2 separate regions of the Hermetia illucens genome follow, and region 1 is linked to region 2. A link is a contact called in public Hi-C data. All regions are on one chromosome and are shown on one strand. The core of a region is the stretch at or near the end of the contact, and the rest is flanking DNA. Distances in the headings are between cores, read along the strand shown. Region 1 holds the start of LOC119657113 (von Willebrand factor A domain-containing protein 8). Region 2 holds the start of LOC119656835 (maestro heat-like repeat-containing protein family member 1).

Region 1 (3,926 bases), core at 717-3,216, 180 kb before region 2:
CGACGTCATATCTTCATACAAAACCATGGGCTCAATCGATTGACCGAGCCAATTCACCAGTTGAAGTGAAAGGGTGGACTTGCCCACGCCTTTGGGTCCTAAGAAACGAGACAGCAAAAGTATGCTATTACCATCAATATTTTCCACAAAAGATGTAATTCGATACCTATCAGGCAAATGTCTCCCACGGCGTACATTTGAATCATAGAGGACAAGAGGCTTCGTTGGTAGTCAATATCAATGAAACCTTCAGTTTTCCGAATTTTTTTCGGGCCGCCGTTTACAGCTATTGTGTGGCCGTCAATTTGAAAGTCCACCAAATCAGAATCGGTTTTTGTAACTTCGATTGATTTGATTGGCCTATTAGGCGTGATTGGTATTTTCAGAGAATCAAATAGAGTCGTTATTTGGTCCTGGCTTTCTCTCGGTAGCAGTGTCTTGAAGGGATACAGATGAAGTAACGCCTCATGTACGGTTATAGCAGGATTCGAATCCTATTGGAAAAGGACTGGTTATCACACAGTCGTAAAGCAAGACTAAGAGACTTACCATCATTTGAGCAACACTACGCAAATTGTCAATAGGGAAGTCTGGCAAACTCGATGTTGAATCAGAAGCCAACACCGCCATACCAAACGATACCAACTTTTGTAACTCACTAGCCTCCAAGTTCGGCGCCACATCATGCAATTCTCGAAACACCTCCTGTTGGAATATTGATAAGTCTTGCACGTACATGGTATATATAAGGATCACTTACGCTGTAAGAATAATGTGAGACATTCCTTGACTGAAACCGAGAGCGCAATGGGGGGTCCAGAGGAGTACCCTTATACTTTTGGGTGGGCAGCCCCAGGGCGATAACTCGAAAATCCTCCGATACTCGAAGCAATCCCCATTTGTCCAGTTCTTCCTTGCTGTATGTTTGTAACAATTTGTCATATCTCTCGGGTGACATTAGGAACTTCCCATTTTCCAAGTGCATCTCTCGATTCTCGAGAAGATTGTTTAAAATTGGAAGGACGTTCCGTTCTGCATGTTCGACTCCATCCAAGATCAGAATACGTCCGTTCACAGCTGCCCGCACCGCACACTATAAATTGAGAAGTAAATTGTGGTGCTTAATGAAAACTTTAACTTCAATGGATTGACAATGCTCTGCACACAAATACAATGCATGTTCATAAACAAATCGTATCGGTCTTTGGCCTAGAGCGCCAGATGAACACAACTCGGATTATCAGAAAATATTCGATTCGATATCACAAAACGCATCAACCAGAGCCCAATGTGGACTTTGAACTTTTCACTTATCTAATACCGCAGACAACGGCGCTGCTTCTTCCACACTCACCTGATCAAAGTACACAGCGGCTTTGTCCTTAATCTCGCGCCTCTGCTTCAAGTCACTCTCGGTTGTGTCGCGGCTCAGGGCGATGTACTCCAATTCGCGCTGAGTCAATTGCAAGTACTGCATTGCGAGCGTTCTCCGAAGGGGTCCTGGCTGGCCCAGGAGGAACATATCTTGTTTAAGGTTATCCTTCTGCATCATCCATCGAAGGTGGTGTAGAGCCGTCTGGGATAGCGCGTAGGCGCCCGTTTCGTCAACACTCACTAACAGAGCAAAGGTTACTGCAAATAAATTCACGAAATGCAGCAGAACCTACCATATTTCTGCGGTACTAGCTCCGGATTCTTGGGAGTCTTGAGCTCTTTCGTTACATCATCAATGGTTATACGGCCTTCGCCCGTTGTCGTTCCATAATTGCATGCTGTTTTCCTTTTAATCCAATTGCGATGAGTAACTTGCATACCACGGAAGACACTTGCACCTCTCGTCAGCCACATTTTCACTCAATCAATTCTTAACTCCTAAGTGGACACATGGGCACACAACAAATAGAAACACCACCGACAAGAACTAAATCTCTACTTGATTAGTCGCAGCCGCTCGGCCGAGCGCGTATCTGACGTCACCGCAATTCCGATTGATATCCCATGTGCCAGTCGCCAATGTTTATCAAACATACGTCACAAGTCGCGAACAGCTGATTGGAAACAACAAACAACTGATGCTGTCAGAATCAGCTGCTGTGGTGAATTGGAAATAAAGTGGCTGATCAGGTAATATCTTTCTCAACGTCTCGGAAAGTTCCATCCTAGTATGGTGGAAAGTTGGGGAATTCCCTAGTTAAACCGAAATATGTGCAATGAAACTGATTTGGCAAATTTCGACTCACCACATTGACTTCCGTCTCTGAATAAATATTCGAATAAATTAATCAGCTGAGATGGACGTATGTTTATTTATTTATTTTATTTAATTGACGGACAACAAACAGAGAAAATTCCGATTAATTATTGTCCTCAGGAGGAGGGGCGAAGGGCACGTTGAAAATGTCTCCGCTGCGTGTGTTATAAGACGCAGGACGGCGGGTGATCTCGTCAGCGGCGGAGCAGTCCATCAGACCCGAGGAAAGTTTAAAAAATGTGCATAGATCCAGATAGGATCTACACTGTTGTAGGAAGGGAAGATTCAGAAAGCGGAGGCGGGAGGGACAATCCACACGAGTGAAGCTTCTTAAAGAAGAGGGAACGGGTGAATTCACATTGCACATTTTCAAGGGCAAGACAATCACAGTTACGGGAGGGTGACCAGATCGCGGAGCAATACTCGAGGGTATTCCTCACGAGGGAATTGAAGGGAGCTAAGGAGGGTTGGATGGAGCCAAAATCAGAGGAGGAGCGAAATATAAAACCTGACAATTTTGCTGCTCGATTGATGACATCCAGGCAATGGGTGTCAAAGCGGAGCTTATTATCGAAAGTGACTCCGAGGTCTTGAGTGGAATTTAAGCAGGATAAGGAATTTCCGTTAAGAGAGTAGGAGAAAGAAGTGGGTGAGGATTTTATGGAGTAGCACATAGAGTGACATTTTCTGACGTTTAGCGCTAAACCATTAGTCGAGCACCAACGAACCAGAGTGTCCACGTTAGACTGAAGGGAAACAGTCCATAGGCGACGATATAGCGGAAAACAGCTTAAGGTCGTCTGCATAGAGCAAACAGGGATAAGTAAGGAGGGGAGGAAGGTCATTAATAAAAAATAAAAATAGCAAAGGACCCAGAATAGACCCCCAAGTATGTTGATAAATTTAAAGCGAAATCTAGAGTCAGAAATCTTTTACACAAAAGTAAGAATTGATTCATGTGAAAGATTCGCAATAGTTTGCCATTCTTGAAAAACTAGGCGCATATGATACCTCCACTGCAATTTACTTGAGAAATAAATATAAATACCAAACTATAACGGGTCAAGCAGTGGTTGCAGAATAGATTAGGGTAGAATCCAACTTAATGTCGTTCTCCAAGACTTCGTACATAGGTCATCAGGAGCCAAGTTTCTCGTCTACAAAGAACGTTAGTGCGTGGCGATATTACCCCCCCCCCCCCCCCTTAGCACGTCCACTGGTGCATGAAGTGGAGACACATCTTCATAATATTGATAACCAGGTTATAACTTCAAAAAAGGACAAGCTGGGCAATCAAGCGACGAGACCAACCGCAACATTGCCGTACTGCGATGATCACAACCAACAAACGCTACCAAAGGCAGAATTGAATAAGAGCAGAGCAACAGAGGTAAGCATACATGAGATGGAATGTCCCCAAAAAAAGAAAGGGATAACCTCCAAAATGTTAAGGGCCATGGTGGGAACCCGAAGATCCAGCGTTAGCTATGCTAGCCCGGTGAAAGATATCCGATTAGTCATTCTACCCAAATCATTTCTGTAGCTAATACTCACTTATGAGAAACAGAAAACTATCAAAACCGTTGTCCTCCCTCAGATGTGTAAAGAATGAAGTGCCAATCTTGTTTGCGGCGGGGTATATTTCCGACCAAATCCGATAGAAAAGAGACAGCGG
Region 2 (4,177 bases), core at 1,325-3,824:
GCTATTACTTCAGCGTAAATAGCCAGATTTCCATGAAATTTAGCACGTATATACGAAATATTGTCCTCTATGCTGGTACAATATTCAGAACTCCTAGGATGAATTTAAGGGGGGTTTTCAGTAAATTTCTAAAAGTTAGTAATATGCTATTCGTAAGTTAATTTGAGCAGATATCGGAATGGGACATACTTTGAGGCCTAGATTTCATCTAAGCGCACACTGATTTTTTTCGGATTTTTAGGTTGGGTAGTTTCCGAAAATGATTCCTTTCTCACTTTAAGTGCGTACGTTTTGACTCCTTATTCACCCACTTTGCAATTCACGCCGAAACTTATGTCAGCTTCGGAAAGTACAAATCGAGACCTTTCATTTGATACTCTACACGACTATATCCGGTGAAAAAAATTTTGAATCCCTTCAAAATCGATTTTGAAATTTCCCTAAAGTTTGAACAGTTATATCTTGGAAGCGACGATGACTTTTGCAATTAAAAAATATCCATTTATACGAAATTTTATTTAGTTTCCGAAAATGGTATCAAATCTGAGATTAAATGATTGTGGCAGTGGAATTGTGATTAACACTATTCACGAAAAACTTATATTTTATTATAACTCCACAAAGGTCAAAGATAGAGTGGCCATTCCTGGAAACAATTTTCCTCAAACGAGTGATGCTATCCGCCATTAAATTTTCTGCGATCGTTTACGAGATGCTTTGTATACTCTTTGATGCGCGGATATTTGTTCTGAGAAGTGTTTATTATATATGTTTTGAAACTCGAAACAACTATAGCTACTAAAACAGGTAAGAGAGAGAGAGAGGGAGTAAAGGGCTCTATAGCATACGTGTGAATAAAAATAGTAGTTTTTTTGTTGACTATTACAGGCTCCATTTTACTCGTTAACAGTGGTGTTATCTCAAAACCAGTTTTACATTAATTACCTCAGTTTTTTGGGATTCAACTTTTAGAGGAATATTGATAAAAAGTTGCATTTAAAAGTGGTCTGAAATTAATCTCAGTTTAGAGGGTGAGTGGATGCACCTACGTAAAGACTTCGTGGTGTAGAAAGGTTTTAACGAAAATAAAGCATAATTGATAACTTTTGTTATTCAACCGCTCTTATTTTCCTCGAACTAAAGTCCCCTGTTACGTGAAATTGCGAGTTTTTATTTCTGAACTTGAATCCATTGCTCACTCTACACAGTGAAAATATTATTCAAAACAAAAACGTCTGTAATAACTAGGTTTTCTTCAACATAAAGAAGAAGAGTTCACGCTAAAGGGTATTTTATCATCATCTGGCAATATAGATCTTCGAACGTCACTGTCAATTTCTGCCAGTGTCAAACGTTGTTCGCATTTCTGGTTTACGGGGGTAGTTTCCACACGATTTCAATATTTAGAGTAGTTTTACAAACATGACGACCGCAGCTCGACCCACATTTGATCCAGCCCGAGGTGGAAGTGGTCGGGGTGAAAAAGATTTGAGTGCTCTCTCCAAGCAATACTCTAGTCGGGATTTGCCCGGACATACAAAACTCAAATATCGGTAAGCAAAGCGACATTAATAGATTTGGTGGCTATAATAACAGTTTATTTTACAGTGAACAGGGACAAGGAACCTCCGAAGAGCTGCGAAGCAGAGATTTCCGCAAGGAGCTTGAGGAGCGTGAACGCGAATCACGACCAAACAAAAATCTACCTCCAATTGTACGCAAGGCCATCGAGGCAAACAGCAGCAGCAACAAGCGACCAAAATTAGATCAGGTAATTGTTTTTTTAATTTAAACAGAAATGAGGAGTATCAGATAACTGCACAGAAAAGTGAATTGAAAATATTGAAAAACTACAGCTGCCAGGGTGTTCTTGTATCTCAATTGAGTTAAATTCATTTCGCAGGCGCCTCCTACCAGTTTGGATGCCGATGATCCCATTGCCCACGATTCATCCGAGGAAGAGGACTCCGATGACGACGATGACACCGCAGCTCTCCTCGCCGAATTAAACAAAATCAAGCAGGAACGTGCTCAAGAAAGTGCAAGGAAAGAGGCCGATAGAAAACAGGAGGAGGAACGCATCCGAATGGAAAACATCCTGTCCGGAAATCCCTTGCTGAATTATAGCACCGGTTCGAAGGGCGATTTGAAAGTAAAAAAACGTTGGGATGACGATGTCGTATTCAAGAATTGCGCTCGTACAGAGCCCGAGAAAAAGTCACATTTCATCAATGATTCGTTACGCTCGGAGTTTCACAAGAAATTCATGGAGAAGTACATTAAGTAAACAAGCCTAGATGTTAACAAATTTCATTAGAATATATTTTCCTGTAAAATAAGTCTTCAATAAAGTTGTTTTGATATTCCTTTGAATTGGATTTGTCTTGTTTCTGGAGGGTAGTTCGTGGCTTGGATAAGTCTCTTTCAGCTACCAGCGGAGTTAGTGTCTTTACTAGGAATTGGCGCGCCAACCCGATTTTGTTTTAGAGAGTTGTCTTAACTTACTGTCACGAAAATCTCACAAACAGATGGCACTGTACACCGTTCTTGACATGTTGTCAAGCCACAGCTGATTGGCTCCAATAGCAAATCTAAACTCAAATCGCTTTGTGTTTTCATAAGCAGTGCAAGTGACAACGCGTAATACGGAGTGAATTGTTGCAGTGAACGGGATTATCTTCGAGTCGATCGGTTTCAATCGCCGCCTTCTCGATATAATCAAAGTAATCTAATCAAGAGTGCATAGTTATCAGGATCTCCTGCTGTGAATTACGTCGTCTGCTATGTACACACGAAGAGCTCAGTGAATCAGAAAACCGACAAAATGGAACCGAGCGGAGAAAAACAAACCATAATGGAAGGTAGGCGTATTGTTTTCCTTTGGACTGCGCCCCTCGGCTTTCCCTGAAATCCCTGTCTGCCCTGCATTCCTGCTAATGGATGAAATTACAGTTCGACTTTCCAACCAGTAAGACATCCGCCATACAAATATGTAGGAAACTAGGGAAATGCGGTCAATTATTGGTTTTTCTTTACGGGGCAGGCTGGTGTTATGTTTCACTTGGGCTGCAGCCATAAATTATGCTGAACTGCAAACAGCCAAGAAGATATTTGAATTTATGATAACGAGTGTGTGGACGTGTACTATGAGTTTCTCGGGGCATCTTTATCTGGAGATTACACTTAACTTTTAGTCAGTCTTCCAATGTTGACGAATGCCTTCTCCTCCCCTGGACTTGGGTTACGTTTCGGGCCCACAAGAGATATTCCGCGTCATTAATTCCCTTTCTAACTTTCCAATTTGATTCCAGATTGTATTCGCTCATACCACTCAATTGCTCTTAATTTGTCATGCAGCCCCTTCCCGGTCCTGCCCCATACACTTTTCGGCCTTTATTCAATTACGAATTACGACGCCGGGAGTGAACCATGAGAATATTTTAACATTCTCCGACGGTTTTGGAACGATGTCGTCGTATGTAGTTGCGAAATATTTTGATTCATCAGATTTTTTGTTGTTGTTAGCTTTTTGCAAGCAGTTTGCCCATCAATGTTCATCAACAATTAGAAATGATTAAGGGCAATACTGTTTCTTATTAATTAATTTCATGATGTAGTTAATGGAAAGGATTTAATGCTTCACACGATTTCCACAGAAATGTTTCGCCGGTAATTTAGGCGGAGTTCTTAAGAGCACAACTAGTGTGAAATTATCATAAAGTCCATTTCTTCTTTTGCATTTTTTTTTATAGTTTATACCTTTAATATTAACCTAAAATTTTCAAGATTGTGTCTCAAATAGTTTTTGAGCTAAAATTTTCTAAGAGAAGCTGCTCATCATCATCAACGGCGCAACAACCGGTATCCGGTCTAGGCCTGCCTTGGTAAGGAACTCCAAACAGCTGGTTTTGCTTGCGCCGATTCGATACCCCTAAAAGCTATCTGGCGTCCTTACCTACGCTATCTCTCCATTCCAGGCAGCGTCTTTTTCGCCGTCCCTTTAAGCTTTTGTGTAAAACAAGACCTTATTAAAATCTGCTTGTCTGTCCATCACACGCCTTTTTCTGAGAGAGACTGTAGCAGCGATTGACACCAAATTCGGTGGAAACTGTGAACGCTCACGCATACAGTGAGTTACATCCTGTTATGTCGAATTTAAGGGGAGGACCCCATATAT

Evidence for each region. A called contact is a pair of places that touch in the nucleus more often than the background predicts.
Region 1: a contact with region 2 is called in a Hi-C map of an unstated tissue, with 6 times the contacts expected there. The contact joins the promoter of LOC119657113 here to the promoter of LOC119656835 in region 2. A contact is called at or near these places in 2 of 2 Hi-C or Micro-C datasets (an unstated tissue and whole body).

The regions. Positions count from the first base shown.
Region 1 is chr5:71,389,268-71,393,193 of iHerIll2.2.curated.20191125, reverse strand. It overlaps LOC119657113 (von Willebrand factor A domain-containing protein 8), which reads right to left and starts at 1,966. Exons shown (of 10, transcript XM_038063873.1): 1 at 1,668-1,966; 2 at 1,355-1,614; 3 at 761-1,093; 4 at 550-705; 5 at 167-494; 6 at 1-98. The coding sequence starts at 1,848.
Region 2 is chr5:71,206,578-71,210,754 of iHerIll2.2.curated.20191125, reverse strand. LOC119656835 (maestro heat-like repeat-containing protein family member 1) reads left to right here and starts at 2,574. Exons shown (of 15, transcript XM_038063485.1): 1 at 2,574-2,861. The coding sequence starts at 2,825. LOC119657163 (protein CWC15 homolog) reads left to right here and starts at 1,044. Exons shown (of 3, transcript XM_038063946.1): 1 at 1,044-1,553; 2 at 1,609-1,771; 3 at 1,904-2,373. The coding sequence starts at 1,423. The coding sequence ends at 2,287.